2 separate regions of the Sus scrofa genome follow, and region 1 is linked to region 2. The links are chromatin contacts, called in public HiChIP or PLAC-seq maps. All regions are on one chromosome and are shown on one strand. Each heading gives the region's core, a stretch centred on a gene start, on an enhancer-like site or on the middle of the called end of the contact. The rest is flanking DNA. Distances are from core to core; before and after follow the strand shown.

Region 1 (7,155 bases), core at 2,352-4,851, 81 kb before region 2:
TCCCCAACAGAAGCTCTGGAGCTGGCCCTGGGCCGGCCATGCAGAGATTCTTCCAGGTGAGGCGTGTGGTCTCAGCGTTGGGTTTGTTGAGGACAGAGCAGCCTCTCCAGAGGCCCTGGGAGAAGAAATGAAGTCTTCCCCGCTCCTGCTGCCCAGACTCTGACCTGGCCTTCACCGGCCCCTCACAAAGGAGTCCCCTCTCCCGGTTTTCTGCCCTCTCCCTGTGTGCCACCCCCTCCCCAGCCTCCACTCCCTCAGTTCACTCCTTGGTCTCACCTGCGAGACTCCACAGCCACCTGATGTACCTCCATGGGTCCCCAGCTCACCTTCATCCCCTGCTACCTGCCTCATGTTACCCAATTGCAGGTCCCCAGACTCCCCTCACCTTTCTGGCTAACCCCCCAAAGCTCTGAGCCAAGGCCTAGAGATACAGTCAGTGGTCCTTATCCTGCAGGAGCTCCTGCCTGTCCCTCCTATCCCCCTGCCCTGCCACCCAGCTACCTAAGGCACAGGTTCCCTGCTCAAACGCTTGTGACCCCTCACCTCCAAGTGCAGAATCCAGGACCATGAGGCTTCTTCCGCCTTTACCACGCACATGCAACACGCACACACCCCACTGTGAATTCCAGCCCAGATTCCAAACAGCCCTGGCCCCAGCTTGGCCCAACACTCCCCCCTGTTTGCCACCACTTTTCCTGGGGGTCTGCAGCATGCTTCCCAGTTTGGGTCAAAGTCCCCTCCTTTGAGCCCCCTTGACCTTCAAGGCTCTGTCCGTGACCTCACATAATACTCTCATCCCCCTCTTGCCCCAAGGAAATACTTTCATGTAATATTCTCATCCCCCCTCCTGCCCCAAGGATATACTCTCCTAAGTGGATACAAAAAGTGTTTTGAAATGAATGAATCAATGTGGCAAATCTAACAACCATAATCAGCCGAGCAAAATAAGAACTTGGAAGTGGTAACACCGGCTGTTTCTGGCGGGGGAGTCATTTTGAGTTATGTTCTTTTTGCTTATTGGGACCTCCTGATGTTTCTATAATGAGGGTGTTTTGCAACTGTAATTAAAAAAAAAAAAACACCAAAGGAAACTTCATTTTGAAAAAAATGCGTAGGGGGTTAGGGATTTCAAAAGTAGGGGGAATCTTATCTTTTGGTGAGAAACAGGAAAGGAATGTTTAAGGAGCCATAGAATATCTATAAGTGAAGAGGTCAAGCTCAGTCAGGCAGAGGGCACACATCACATGCCACATGCAGAGCTGGGGTGCTGGGTGGGGCAGTGTTCCCCACAGATGCAAGATGAAGAATTTTGACTTACATCATTAAAGTGGCGGGGCTACAGAAAGTATTTTTTTCTTCGAGTTTTACTGAGATATAACTGACACACGGCACTGTGTAAATTTAAGGTGTATAACATATGGAGTTCCCGTCATGGCTCAGCAGTTGGCGAACCCAACTAGCATCCATGAGGATGCAGGTTTGATCCCTGGCCTCACTCAGTGGGTTAAGGATCCGGCGTTGCATGAGCTGTGGTGTAGGTCACAGACACGGCTCAGATCCCACGTTGCTGTGGCTGTGGCATAGGCCAGTAGCTGTAGCTCCAATTCTACCCCTAGCCTGGGAACCTCCATATGCCACGGGTGTGGCCCTAAAAAAAGACCAAAAGACCAAAAAAAAAAAAAAAAAAAAGGGTGTATGACATCATTTGACTCATATACATCATGAAATGAGGCTCACGATGGGTTCAGTGAACCTCTAATCTCATACACCTACAACACTAAAGAAAAAATATTTTTTCGTTGTGGTGAGAACACAGGACTTATTCTAACAAGCTTCCTTTATAACTTACAGCAGTGTTAATTATATTTCTTAGGTTGTGCATTACATCTCTAATACTTATTTAACTGGAAGTTTGTACCTTTTGATTACCTGCAACTAATTCCCCTTCCCCTACCCACCCACCCCCACCTCTGATAACCACAAATCTGATCTCTTTTTCTATGAATTTACTAGTTTGTGAAGTATAAGTGACCTGCAACACTCTGTTTGTTCCTGACACATCCCATAGTGATTCAATATTTCTACACATGTCAAAAGGATCACCACGATAGCTACCATTTGTCACCATACAACGACATTATATAATTATTGACTATATTCCTCACACTGTACATTTCCTTACCCATGACTCATTTATTTTGTAGCTGGAAGTTTATACCTCTCTCCTCCCCCTACCTCCCTCGACTCTGCCAACCACCTGTTTGTTCTCTGTATCTATGACTCTGTTTAGTTATATTTGTTTGTTTTGGTTTTTAGAATCCACATATAAGTGAAATCATACAGTGTTTGTCTTTCTCTAATTTATTTCACTTAGCATAATACCTTCTAAGTCCATCCATGTTGTGCCAAATGGCAAGATCCCATTCTTTTTTATGGCTGAGCAATATTCCACTGTATGTATGTTAACACATCTTCTTTTTGTTTGTTTGTTTGTTGTTTTAGGGCTGCACCCATGGCATATGGAAGTTCCCAGGCTAGGGGTCAAATCACAGCCACAGCAATGCCAGATCCTTAACCTACTGAGCAAGACCAAGGATCGAATCCACATCCTTATGGATACTACTTGGATTCATTACTGCTGAGCCACAAGAGGAACTCCGCTATTTTTAATTTTTTGAAGGGATCGCCTTATTGTTTTCCACAGTGGCTGCGCCAATTCACATCCCCACCAACAATGCTCAAGGGTATCCTTCTCTCCACATCCTCACCAACATTTGTTATTTGCAGAACGTTTTTGAGCAGAGGAGAAACACCCTCAGAACTCTGGCACTGGAGCAACCAAGAGGTGGCAGCGGGCAGAATTAAAAGGCAAGAGAGAGGGTGATGTGGAGCAAAGGCACGAACAGAAGCCAGGCTACAGACTTTCTCTTCTCCTTTGAGCAGCTGAACTGCAAATGCAGGAAACACTCCCAGACTGCCCAGCCCTCAAACATATTACTTTTCAGTGATGGTATTTAAGAATTACTCCCATAAGCCTTCCACCGATCTTCCCGCCTGGACTCCAAGCTTCTAATTCCTCCTACTCCGCCTGAGTGCTGAATAAGAGTTTGCTCCAAGAGTGAAGGTTTGCAAGGAGCCGCCCCAGGGAGAAATAAAGCCAGGCAGCTTTCCTTCAAATGGAGACCAAAGCAAAGGGAGCCCTCATTGGAGGGCAGCGGGCTTTGAGTAAGGGGTCTCTGCACCCACCACCTGGGGAAAGTCTCCCAAAGTAGAGGGCTGGGGACGCTTGGAATCCAGGTGAGAACTGGAAGGGCGAGGCCACCGCATAACTCCGGGATGAAAGCTGGGCAGGGATGACGGCCTGGAAAGACTTCAAGACGGTTAAAGGAAAGGGGGAGGATGGCGGGAAGTCAGGTCCGGGTAACTCGGGGAGAGAGCCTGAGGCGGAAGGGCCCCGGGCCCGGGGCCCTGGGCGGGGCGGGGCAGGTGGGCCGGGGCGGGGCGGGGGCGGGGGCGGGGCCCGGCCCTTGCGCAACACTGCGACGCGCGGCCGAGGAGTGGCACCTTTTAAAAGTGCAGCCCGGAGGCCCGCCCGCAGCCGCCCGCACTTCGCTCCGCAGCCCAGTCCCGTGTGTCTCGGCCGCAAGCGCCCTCGTCCCGCACCCGTCCGGCCCAGGCCAGTCTAGCCCGCACCATGCCGGTCAAAGGAGGCACTAAGTGTATCAAATACTTGCTCTTCGGATTTAACTTCATCTTCTGGGTGAGTGAGCGGCTACTGCCGCGCGCTCGTCTTCGGGGCCACCTGTCCGTCCCGGGCACCCCGTCCGCCTTGGGGGTTGCCGGCAACTGGCACCGCCCGCGCGGGGAAGACTTCTTGGGGGAGGAGAGAGGGCACTGCGGCCGCCCGCGGGCTGCTTGGCCCGGGCGGAGACGGGCGGGGCGGGCGCGTTGGTCCGGGGCTCGGCGGAAGCGGAGCGGGAAGGGGGCGCGGGCCGTAGTGAGCTGGGGTGGCAGGGGGAAGATTTGTGTTTGCTCCTACCCTGAGTCCCTCCGAATGCAGGAGGGAGAAACGGAGAATCCCTGTGCTGGGGACTCAAGGCCCTGGCCAAGGGGGATTGTGACGGGTAGTGTAGCTTGTCATCCGGGCGGGGTCCGCGGAGTGGCCGGGGCCGCGAGGAGGGAAGGATGCGGACGCTCCTAGGGACTTTGGTGGCGCCGAGGGAGCCCAACCAAGAGTTGTTGGTGCCTTTACGCTGGAGAGGAAGGGGCGCGCCGGCTGCGAGTGTGTGCGCGCCCCCGGGCCCCGTCCCTGGATGATAGTTGGGATCCCCCCCTCCTATCTCGAGAAGGAACCTTCAGGCCCCCATTCTCTCAGGCTCTTTCTGAGTCACCCAGAAAAAGTCTGAGCTTCCCTCGAAACTACCTGCAAGACTAGCTTGTCTTGATTTTTTTCCAAGGGCGATAAGTATCTGAACTGGAGAGAACCGGGGGAGAACTGGGCAGAGGTGAGGTAGAAGCGGATGGGCACCTTTTGTGGGATGAGTCCTGTGTTTCTCTATTTCCGGGAGAGATCAGGAGCCCGCCTCAGTCCTTCCAACCCAGCAGCCAGGCGGGGCCACAGGGAGTGGACAGTCACCTGGGGAGGACCCAGGCCAGGGAGCTTCAGAAGTCTCGCTGCCAGCCACTCCCAGCCTCTCTGCAAATGGGAAGTCTGAGGCTGGCCGCAGAAAAGGGGAGTGTCCCTGCCACACGTAACCTTGAGGTATTAAGGAACCATCCAGAGAGAGAAGCAAGGAATCCAGGATTTTATATCCCCGGGCCACCTCCCCTGCTCACAGATGAACAGTCTTTGCTTCTCTGTGGTCAGGAGGGCATTTGGAAAGGCAGGCCCTGTTCCACTCTTAAGAGAGACGGCTGTAGAAGCAGGGACATGCAACCAGAGGCTTCTAACAAAAATGTAGTTATTCCCTCGGAGCTGGTTTCCCCATGAACCCCAAGGAAAATCTCCCGAGATTTAATCCTCCCTGGAGCGGACAGAGATTGACCTGCCCTTCAAGAATCACCCCTCCCCCCCAAAAAGGAGTTCCTATCATGGCTCAGAGGCTTTGCCATGAGATGTGAGGTAGGTCCCAGATGTAGCTCAGATCTGGCGTGGCTGTGGCTGTGGTGTAGACTGGCGGCTACAGCTCTGATTCAACACCTAGCCCAGGGAGCTTCCCTATGCCGCAGGTGTGGCCCTGAAAAGCCTGCCCTCGTGAGGATGGAATATAGGTGTCCCCAGCCCAGCTTTAGGGAGACCCTGCTGGGGTGGGCACCCCCCCTCCTGATGTTCCCCCCAGCCCCAGCAGCCAGCCAGCTAGCTGCCAGCCTTAGCTTCCTCCTCTCCCCAACCCCTGGCACCAGAAAAGAATGTTGAAGGCGGACTGGCCCCGCCCCACCCCACCCTTGTCCTTTAAGTTCTCCTCTCCCCTCCCTAGCGCTATCTCTCCCTTGCCAATCTCTGGGTTGCTCCTCAGCTCTCTGCCGAGGCTGCATGAAGATGTGGAGCGGGGGAAACCACCAACAACCAAGGTGCCACCATACCCCTATCTGCCCCTGGCACCTGCCGGAGCCCTGGGCCACTCCCGGTATCTGCTCAGCCTTCCCTGATTGCCGGCCTGCCACTCCCATTGGTATCCAGAGCCGTCTCTGCCTGGGCTTGGTGCCGCCCATGGGCCATGCCATCTGAAACAGAAATGACTACCTAAACGGTTGGGTTTAGAATTAGAATGACTTGCGCAATCGTCCAGTCCAGCCCTCTTATTCACCATGAGGAAGAAGGAACCAGAGAGGGGCAGGTCTGCCCAGCATCATGGGAATCCAGCCAATACCACGACCCCCTCATCCCTGAAGGGGACCTCTCCTCTTCTGTCTCCATCACAAAAACTACAAGGGCACCTGGTAACAAGTGATGTAGCGGGCTAAGCAGCAGCTACCTGACTCCAATCAGTTATTTCTCAGTAACTGTATCAAGGTCCCTGTAGCAATGTGCTGTGTGTCTTCTTACAGCTCGCTGGGATTGCAATCCTTGCCATCTCCTAGGAGGCAATGGAATCGAGGACTACCTTGACCCCCTTGTGCAGTGTCTTACGGCCTGCCATGTCCTCTTCCATGTCCCCTGTGACAGACAGAGCAGGAAGCAGTATCCCCATTTTACTGACAACCAGGAAACGAGTCCCCAGAGAGGTTCAGGGACTTACCCAGGGTGGTGTGGCAGAATGGCCTCAGACGTAAGTTTGAATGCCCGTCTGGTTGGCTCCAAGTCCAGGACACTTTCCATCACCACCTGCTGCTCTGCCCAGCTGGGTGGGGATGGAAGGAGAGAGGCAACAAGCTATCAGAAGTGAGCTTTGTGGAGTTCCGTTGTGGCTCAGCAGTAACAAACCCCAGTAATATTCACGAGGATGTGGCTTCGATCCCTGGCCTTGCTCAGTGGGTTAAGGATTCTGCATTGCTCTGGGCTGCAGTATAGGTCGAAGACTCGGCTCTGATCCCGAGGTGCTGTGGCTGTGGTGTAGGCCAGCAGCTGTGGCTCCAATTCAGCCCCTAGCCTGGGGACTTCCATATGCCACATGTGCAGCCCTAAAAAGGCAAAAAAATTAAAAAGAGAGAGCGAGCTTTGAAGGGAAGCTCTGACCTGAGAGACCTATTTGCTTGGCTCCTTATGATGTCATCATTCCCTTTCTTGAGACCAGGAGTTTCTAAACTTGGTGTTTGAGCCCTAATGTGGGTCTTGAAAAGCAGGAGTTAGGAGGCCAGGGGCCACCAGCACTTCATGGACAGAGGATGCTGAGTGGGGTCGTCCAGTAGGCATCCAGAGAGGAGCAGCTCACCTCAGTGGCAGTGGGACGATCGGGGCCGGGAGTGAAGGGAGGGGTGTACCTGGTCCCTGGACCCCACTCTCATCACTGTGGGACCGTCGGTGACAACCCAGCCTGCACTGCCTGCCCTCCCCAAGTAGGGTTCTGATACCAGCAGTCAAGCCAGCCATCAGTCTGTTTTCTCAATGCCCTCTCCTACCCCATCCCGCGAGCCTAACTTTCCCGGCTCTGTTTCATTTGTTTCTGCATTTCCTTCAGCCCTCTTTGCCTCCCCACCCTGCAAAAAATGTTGAGA
Region 2 (7,396 bases), core at 3,075-5,574:
GATCCCCTCAGGCAGCTCTGCCCACATCCTCTGCTCCCTCCAATCAGTCCCAACCTTCCTTCAGGGCTGGCCTGGTTCAGCTCCTTCCTCTGCATAAAGTATTTATTCTCTGGCCATTTGTGCAACACTCTGCCGCTGAAATGCCAAAGCAGTCACTCTTTCTAGACTGTTCTCATCTAGCATCACTCACCTTTTTCTCTGAGGATCCCTCTACTACCCAATAGCCTGGAATCCCCATGTACCTGCCTCTGTGCTGGGCATGGACCAGATGCTAGGCTCTCTGTGAGCACATTCTGATTCAGTAAGGAAGGGAAGCAGGACCCTTGGATCCATCATTGTTCAGGGAATTTTTAAAAAAAATTTTTTTAGGAGTTCCCGTCGTGGTGCAGTGGTTACCGAATCCAACTAGGAACCAGGAGGTTTCGGGTTCAATCCCTGGCCTTGCTCAGTGGGTTAAGGATCCGGCATTGCCGTGAGCTGTGGTGTAGGTCGCAGACACGGCTCGGATCCCATGCTGCTGTGGCTGTTGTGTAGGCCGGTGGCTATAGCTCCGATTCGACCCCTAGCCTGGGAAACTCCATATGCCGCGGGAGCGGCCCAAGAAATGGCAAAAAACCAAAAAAAAATTTTATTTTATGATTTTTATTTTTTCCATTATAGTTGATTTACAGTGTTCTGTTAACTTCTACTATACAACTAAGTAAACCAGTCGCATATATGTGTATATCTATACACACACACACACACACACACACACACATATACATACATACACATATAAATATACATGTTCTTTTTCTCACATTATCCTCTGTCATGTTCCATCACAAGTGATGGGATACAGCTCCCTGTGCTGTACAGCAAGTTTAGGGAATTTAATATTCACTGCTGACACCCCGGGTGTTCCCCAAGCAAGGGGCCAGTGACCCCTCTCTCCGCCAGTGAGAAAAGAGAACATTCATTGTATCCAATTCAGTGAATATCAAGAACATTGGTGTCACAATTTGCAGTCACCCAAGCACCTCTTTGCAGACTATCTTGAGCCACACAGTGACCTTGCGAGGGGGTAAGACACATTACTAGCCCATTTCACAGATGAAGAGGTTGAGGGTCAGAGAGGTTAAGTGATATGACCTGGGGCACATGGTCCAGAGTGCAGACCCCTAGTCTCGCACCTAGCAGGTATACCGAATACCCAGGAGGACATGTAGCAGCCAAAGACACAGAAAAGGGCACTAAGCTGGGAGGTGACAGATGTAACTACTCCAGGGCAGAAGCTGACACTGAAAAAGAGGGATGACAATGCGTCCCAGAGGAAGGGAGGGGAGGCCATCACTGCACCCAGTTAACTGGTCACAACACAGCCCACTGAGACCTGGGAAAAGAGGATGGACATGAGTGTTTTCTAAGGTCCTTGGGCTGCCAATGCCGCCAGCCTGAGCGCTCAGGGTTCAAGGGCCCAGCTCCAAGTGACCACCAACTCAGAAGGACTGACCACCCTGCCGAGAATCTGCAAGAAACGAACCTGACTGGGTGGGTGAGAATGCTGGTGCCTGGTAAGGAGAGGAACCCTATAAACTGAGAGAGGGGCCAGGAGAGGATGAGAGGGGACCCTGCTCCTCCCCAAGCTGCTCCCACACATGACACACAGGGTTCCATTGGAAGAATCTGGGAGATTCTTCAAAGCCAATTAGAAAAAAGTGAGTTCCACCCCAGAGGTTTGCAAACACGGCTGCACCCAAAAATCACATAGGCGGTTTTTTAAAAGTTAAGATTCCTAGGGCCACCTCAGCTCTAGGGGACTCGACCATCAGAGCAGCGGTGCCCAACCTCAGCAGCCCACAAGTAATCATTCTGAGCCCCAGGGGACCCCAGGATCTATTCAATCAGAATCTCTAGGGGGTGGGGGGAGTTCCCATTGTGGCTCAGTGGGTTAAGAACTGGACTGGTATCCATGAGGATGTGGGTTCGATCCCTGGCCTTGCGCAGTGGGTTAAGGATCCAGCGTTGCCATGGTGTAGGTCAAAGATGCGGCTCGGATTCCAAGTTGCTATGCCTATGGTGTAGGCCAGCAGCTACAGCTCTGATTTGACCCCTAGCCTGGGAACTTCCATATGCTGCATGTGCTGCCCTAAAGAAAAAAAAAAAAAAAAAAAAAAAAAAATCTTCAGGGAGAAGACCCAGGCATCAGGTCCACTGAGTATTAATGTACAATCAGGGTTGAGAATCACAGCTCTATGATGAGCTGGGATCTGTGTGTTTAATGTGTTCCCCAGCTGCTTCTAATGAACCCCAAATCGGCCTCAGTCTGTTGGCAGGTGTTTGGGAAACCCTGCTAAAGGCGACTTCCCCTAAAGTAGCAAGTGTGGCCCATGGACCAAGCAGGGGGAATGGTGGCGGTCAGAGATCAGGTCCCGGGGCCACAGGGCTAGCCAAGAGCTGGACAAGAGTGATGCTCAGTGCTTCTCTTCTGTCCTGTGGCACCTGAGAAATTGCAGAGCTTGGGCCTCACAGGAGGGGCAGAGCTCACTGGGCCCCCTCCCTCAGCTTTGAGCTAACTCTGGCCAGAACCTTCAGACACCCTGAGAAGCAAACCATTGGCAGCACACTCCTGTGATAAAATAAAATCCATATTTTACGGCCAGATAAGGAAAAAAACTTTTTGGCCACACTTGTGGCATGCAAAAGTTCCCAGATCAAGGATCGAACCCACACCACAGCAGTGACAATGCCAGATCCTTAACCAGCTGAGCCACTAGGGAACTCCAAGACAAGAAACATTTAAACAAGGAATTTTTTTTTTTTTTTTTTTTTTGCTTTGTATAACCCCACCCATGGCATATGGAGGTTCCCAGGTTGGGGGTCTAATCAGAGCTACCGCTGCTGGCCTATACCACAACCACAGCCAATGCTGGATCCAAGCCGTATCTGCGACCTACACCACAGCTCACGGCAACGCTGGATCCTTAACCCACTGAGCGAGGCCAGGGATCGAACCCGCAACCTCATGGTTCCATTTCCGCTGCGCCACGATGGGAACTCCCAAACAGGGAGTTTTTCTTTGCTCATTTGGGCCCCCTCCCTCCTCGCCTTTAGCCTGTGGGTCGTGCATCTACATTAACCCTCCCTCCTTGGAGATCACATTCTTTCTTCATCTCATTAAGGGCCACAATCCCTTAAGAGATAACAGGCCTTCTTAATCTTGTCAGAGGCCATGATGACCACGACCACGCTTTGGAGAGCAGATCTGGATAGTATAAACTGGCAATAATACGTCATTTACTCTACAGTCCTCTCTCTCAAAACTTACATGACTGTGCTTTGACCTCTAATGGGCCAAACAGTTCTCAGAGCTTTCTGAGAGTCTATTCCCTTAGTCTGGCTTGCATGGAAATTTCCACTTCTTTCTCACATTGACTGGTCAATTTTTTTTATCAACATCCGGACCCCACAGATATTCAAAGTCAGTCTCATGCACAGAGCCCCTGAAATCAGGGGGTCTGGTTTAACTCCCACACTGTACTTCTTAGCTGTGTGATCTTGCTCAAGTAACCTAACTTCTCTGAGCTTCTGTTTCCCCAGAAACAGAATGTGTTTACTGGGAATGTTTATGTCCCCAGTGTGGAATAGTGTTTACGTCTTAGTTAGAATCAAATATGAAGTCATGAGGAACACTTGCGACAACATTGGGCACTGAGTAAGGACCCCATAAAGATAAGCTATTAGGCACACATACGTACATATATTGCTTATTATACATTACGGGGGACTAGATGTCAGGCACTATTTTAGGCACTTTCCACGGCCTGGTGAGCTGGAAGTCCAAACCCAGCAGCCTGGCCTCCTCTCTCCGGCTTTGGACAAGTCATATCCCTTCCTGGGCCGGACCTGCCACCAGAGACCGGGGGCCCAGGGGCCGCCAACCCGCAGAGAGGACCTGGGTTCCTCTTTCTTCTGACTTGGTCTAAGGGACAAAAAACAGCCGGCGTCCAAGGCACAAAGCAGGCTCTCTTCTCTGCATGTGGCTTTGGCTGGGGGCACGTTTCCCTGCGGCGCCGCCCACAGTCCGCCCAGAACCCGGAGCATCCCTGGCTTCAGGAGCATCCCCGCGGATCCCGGCGAGCAGGGAGCGAGTGGTTCCCCAAGGGAACACCCCCCCTCCCCAGGAAGTGCCACCGCCCAGGCCCGAGCCCCGGGGCTGCGCCTCCACCGGTACTCGAGCTGGAGCCCGCTGCCCTAGGATCAGCCCTGGCGCGCCCGGCCCAGACACTCACAAAGTCTCCTCCCGAAGACCGGCCCCGAGGGAGAAAACCGAGCGCTGTCCCGAATGCGTCCCCGGCCCTGCCGCCCGCCCCTGGGAGCCCCTCCCGAGGGTCAGCTCTGGGCGGGGGCCGGGGCGCGGCGGGCGCCGAAAGCGGGAGGACAGCTGACTCATCCTCTCGTCCGCCGCTGTGAGTCATCCGGCGTCCTGTAGACCCACTTCGTCCGCCCCCGCCGTCCCGCGGCACCCCCTGGCGGCGCCCCCTGGCGGCGCCGGGACCCGCCTGCTGCTCCGCCCCGCGCTCTGGGCCCGCCCCCCTCAGGCCCCGCCCCCACCCCGCCCCTCTCCGCGCCCTTCCCACCAGTCTTCGTCCCCGGCGTCCGAGCTCTGGAAGCTCAGCGAAAACCATTTTTCGCTGTAGTGCTTCTCCATTTTCTTGTCGATAGGAACACGTTCGAAATAAAAAGCTGAAGATGGGAGAGAGCTCTCTCAAACTCTCACCGCACAATACACTGTGCTTTTAAAAGAGGAGAGTGGGCTTCTCCTGGGGACCCCAAATCCAGGCCAAATTGGAGCTGGAAGCTGGGACAGCCTAGCCACCCACCCCAGCCCCCAGGAGGAAAGATGAGAAATAGCACTTAGCTCCCACCTCTGTCCCCACCGGGATGAGAGCCCAAGAACAGTGATCCCGCCTGTGTGGTTCTCCACTCCATCCTCACCACCAAACACAATATTTGCGCGCAGTAGGTCCTGAATAAAAATTAAACGATTGGCTGAATGAGGGACTTTGGAGTGCAGAGGGGAAGGAAGTAGCTCAAAAGAATTATGTCTCAGCGGTGGGCTTCCTCTCCCTCCCCCTTCATCCCTTAGGCGGGTTCCACGCCCCGCCCCCAGCACCCTAAACCCTCAGGCTGGCACCAGGACCCGTTTCCCCTTCCGGGTGGACGTTGGTCCCCAGAGAGCAAAGAGTTTGCTGGTGATGAACAGAGGACTGTTGCTGGTGGCCAGCATCGCTGGCACCATGGGCCTCACTCACTAAGCCCTTATGCTTAGTTTGTGCATTTATTTAATACTCGCAGCCACCGTGGGGGAGTAGGGGCCACTGTGCACCCACACGCAGGGAAGGTAATGAAGACTTGCCTCATGGAGATGACAAATGACTATTTGTAGGGCACGTATTTGGACAGCACTTTCACTTAATACCACAATTGGGGAATGAGGGATTATCTCCCCTTCCTTTCTCCTTTACAGATCAATCAGCTAAGCAGGAAAAGCCTCAGGGAAAGTAAATGACTTGGAATTCCCGTCGTGGTTCAGTGGTTAACGAATCCACCTAGGAACCATGAGGTTGCGGGTTCGATCCCTGACCTGGCTCAGTGGGTTAAGGATCCGGCGTTGCGGTGACCTTTGGTGTAGGTGGCAGACGCGTCGTTGCGGTGACCTTTGGTGTAGGTGGCAGACGCGGCTCGGATCCCGGGTTGCTGTGGCTGTGGCGTAGGCCGGCGGCTACATCTCTGATTAGACCCCTAGCCTCGGAACCTCCACGTGCGGCGGAAACAGCCTTAGAAAAGGCAAAAAGACAAAAAAAAAAAAAAAAGTAAATTACTTTCTCAAGGTCACTGCCCGCCCACCCCCCACCCCCACCTCAGCCCCCAGGCCCTGGGGCTCTTTCCATTTTCTGACGTCACCCCATCTCTCCCTTCCCCCAGGCAACACACGACTCATTGTCTGAACTCAGCCCACGTCCAGATTCCTGCACCGGTGAGTAACAGAACTTGCTGGATGCTTCTGCATCAGGAACCCACCTAAACAAATCCCCCTGCTAGGAAGCCAGTTCCATGGGGCAGGGGGTTCGTTTTCTCTGTTTTATTCACTGCTCTCTCTTTCTCCCCAGAGCCAAGAAAAGTGAGTGTACATGTCTTAGGGCTCCGTGGATTTGGGTTAAATGAAACCTTGCCATCAAAGAAGCCAGGCAGCCTCACCAAGATGGGGAGAAGGGATTTGAAGGATGGGGGAGGGGTCAGTTCTGCTCCCAAACCTCTTCTGGAAGAAAAGACACCTCCTGGGGCTCTTCAGCTGCTATGTTCATGCCTCATACCCTGTCCAGTTCAGAAAATTTTTCCTCAAATCTAGCCTTGATCTTATTCTCACCCTGCCTACATACCTTAGGGACAGGAAGTAAGGTTAGCATTCACCTGGTTCCTCTTAGCTGCTTCAGGAAGTTAGGTCCCCCCCCCCACCCCTGCTACCACTCCACCACCCCCATAGAAACATCCTTGAAGAATCTGGGTGGTGAGCTTTAGCTCCCATCTCCCTTCTTGCTGTCATCTCCTGGCCTCTGGGCAGCCCCCCTTCCTTCCCTGAAGACTCAGCTCCAGGCTGGTGGCTTGCTCTTCCCCTGACTGTGCGAGGCAGCATCCACGTGGGAGACCCACCCATCCACTGTGGCCTCCCCTCCTGGTTCCCTTCCTCCCCATGACCGCTTCCTCCACCTCGGCCTCCCACTCCCCGGCCACACCCTGGATCTTATCATTTGCCCACCTCCCAGTCACCAAGTCCATCACCCCACTTTCTGGCACCTGCTCAAAAGGGGTAGTTCTTGGGAGTTCCTATCGTGGCTCAGCGGAAACAAATTTGACTAGTGTTCATGAGGATGCAGTTTCTATCCCTGGCCTCGCCGAGCGGGTTAAGGATCTGGTGTTGCCCTGTGCTCTGGCTCGGATTGGGCATTGCTGTGGCTGTGGCGTAGGGCAGCAACTGTAGCTCCGACTGGACCCCTAGCCTGGGAACCTCCATATGCCACCGGTGCAGCCCTCAAAAGACAAAAAATAAATAAATAAAGGTCTTGTACCACATGCATTTTTAAAAGCCGCAGCACGGCCCTAATCCCTCTTTGCCCACATCCCTCTCATCCAGGATGCCCCTTTTCTCTGCCATCCTTCAAGGCTCAATTGAGAGCCATCTGCTCACAGTCTGTACTCCCTCACCTAGAATTCTCTCTTCTCTCCGCCTCTGCCCAGACCTGGTCAGGGTCAGCCATTCCTGGAATCAAATGCCAGCCTCACCACTTGTTAAATGTATGAACTGGGGCAAAGTTCTTTCATCTCTTTGAACTTCAAAGAGGCAGGGTGTGTT

What was found. HiChIP or PLAC-seq counts read pairs in DNA pulled down with a chosen protein or histone mark.
Region 1: a contact with region 2 is called in an H3K27ac HiChIP or PLAC-seq map of skeletal muscle, with 12 times the contacts expected there. The contact joins the promoter of CD9 here to the enhancer-like site in region 2. A contact is called at or near these places in 2 of 5 promoter capture datasets (fetal liver and liver), 33 of 47 Hi-C or Micro-C datasets (adipose tissue, alveolar macrophages, blood and 16 more) and 2 of 2 datasets of contacts at active chromatin or transcription factors (alveolar macrophages and skeletal muscle).

The regions. Positions count from the first base shown.
Region 1 is chr5:64,456,229-64,463,383 of Sscrofa11.1, reverse strand. CD9 (CD9 molecule) reads left to right here and starts at 3,601. Exons shown (of 8, transcript NM_214006.1): 1 at 3,601-3,760. The coding sequence starts at 3,695.
Region 2 is chr5:64,375,804-64,383,199 of Sscrofa11.1, reverse strand. No RefSeq gene overlaps it. Among named protein-coding and RNA genes, the nearest start is that of PLEKHG6, 29 kb to the right of the region's middle. Within about 2 kb of position 4,324, at least 53 of the 83 cell types and tissues checked have an H3K27ac peak or open chromatin away from gene starts, as enhancers often do. A contact at or near this core is called in adipose tissue, alveolar macrophages, epiblast stem cells and 8 more, where this site is marked.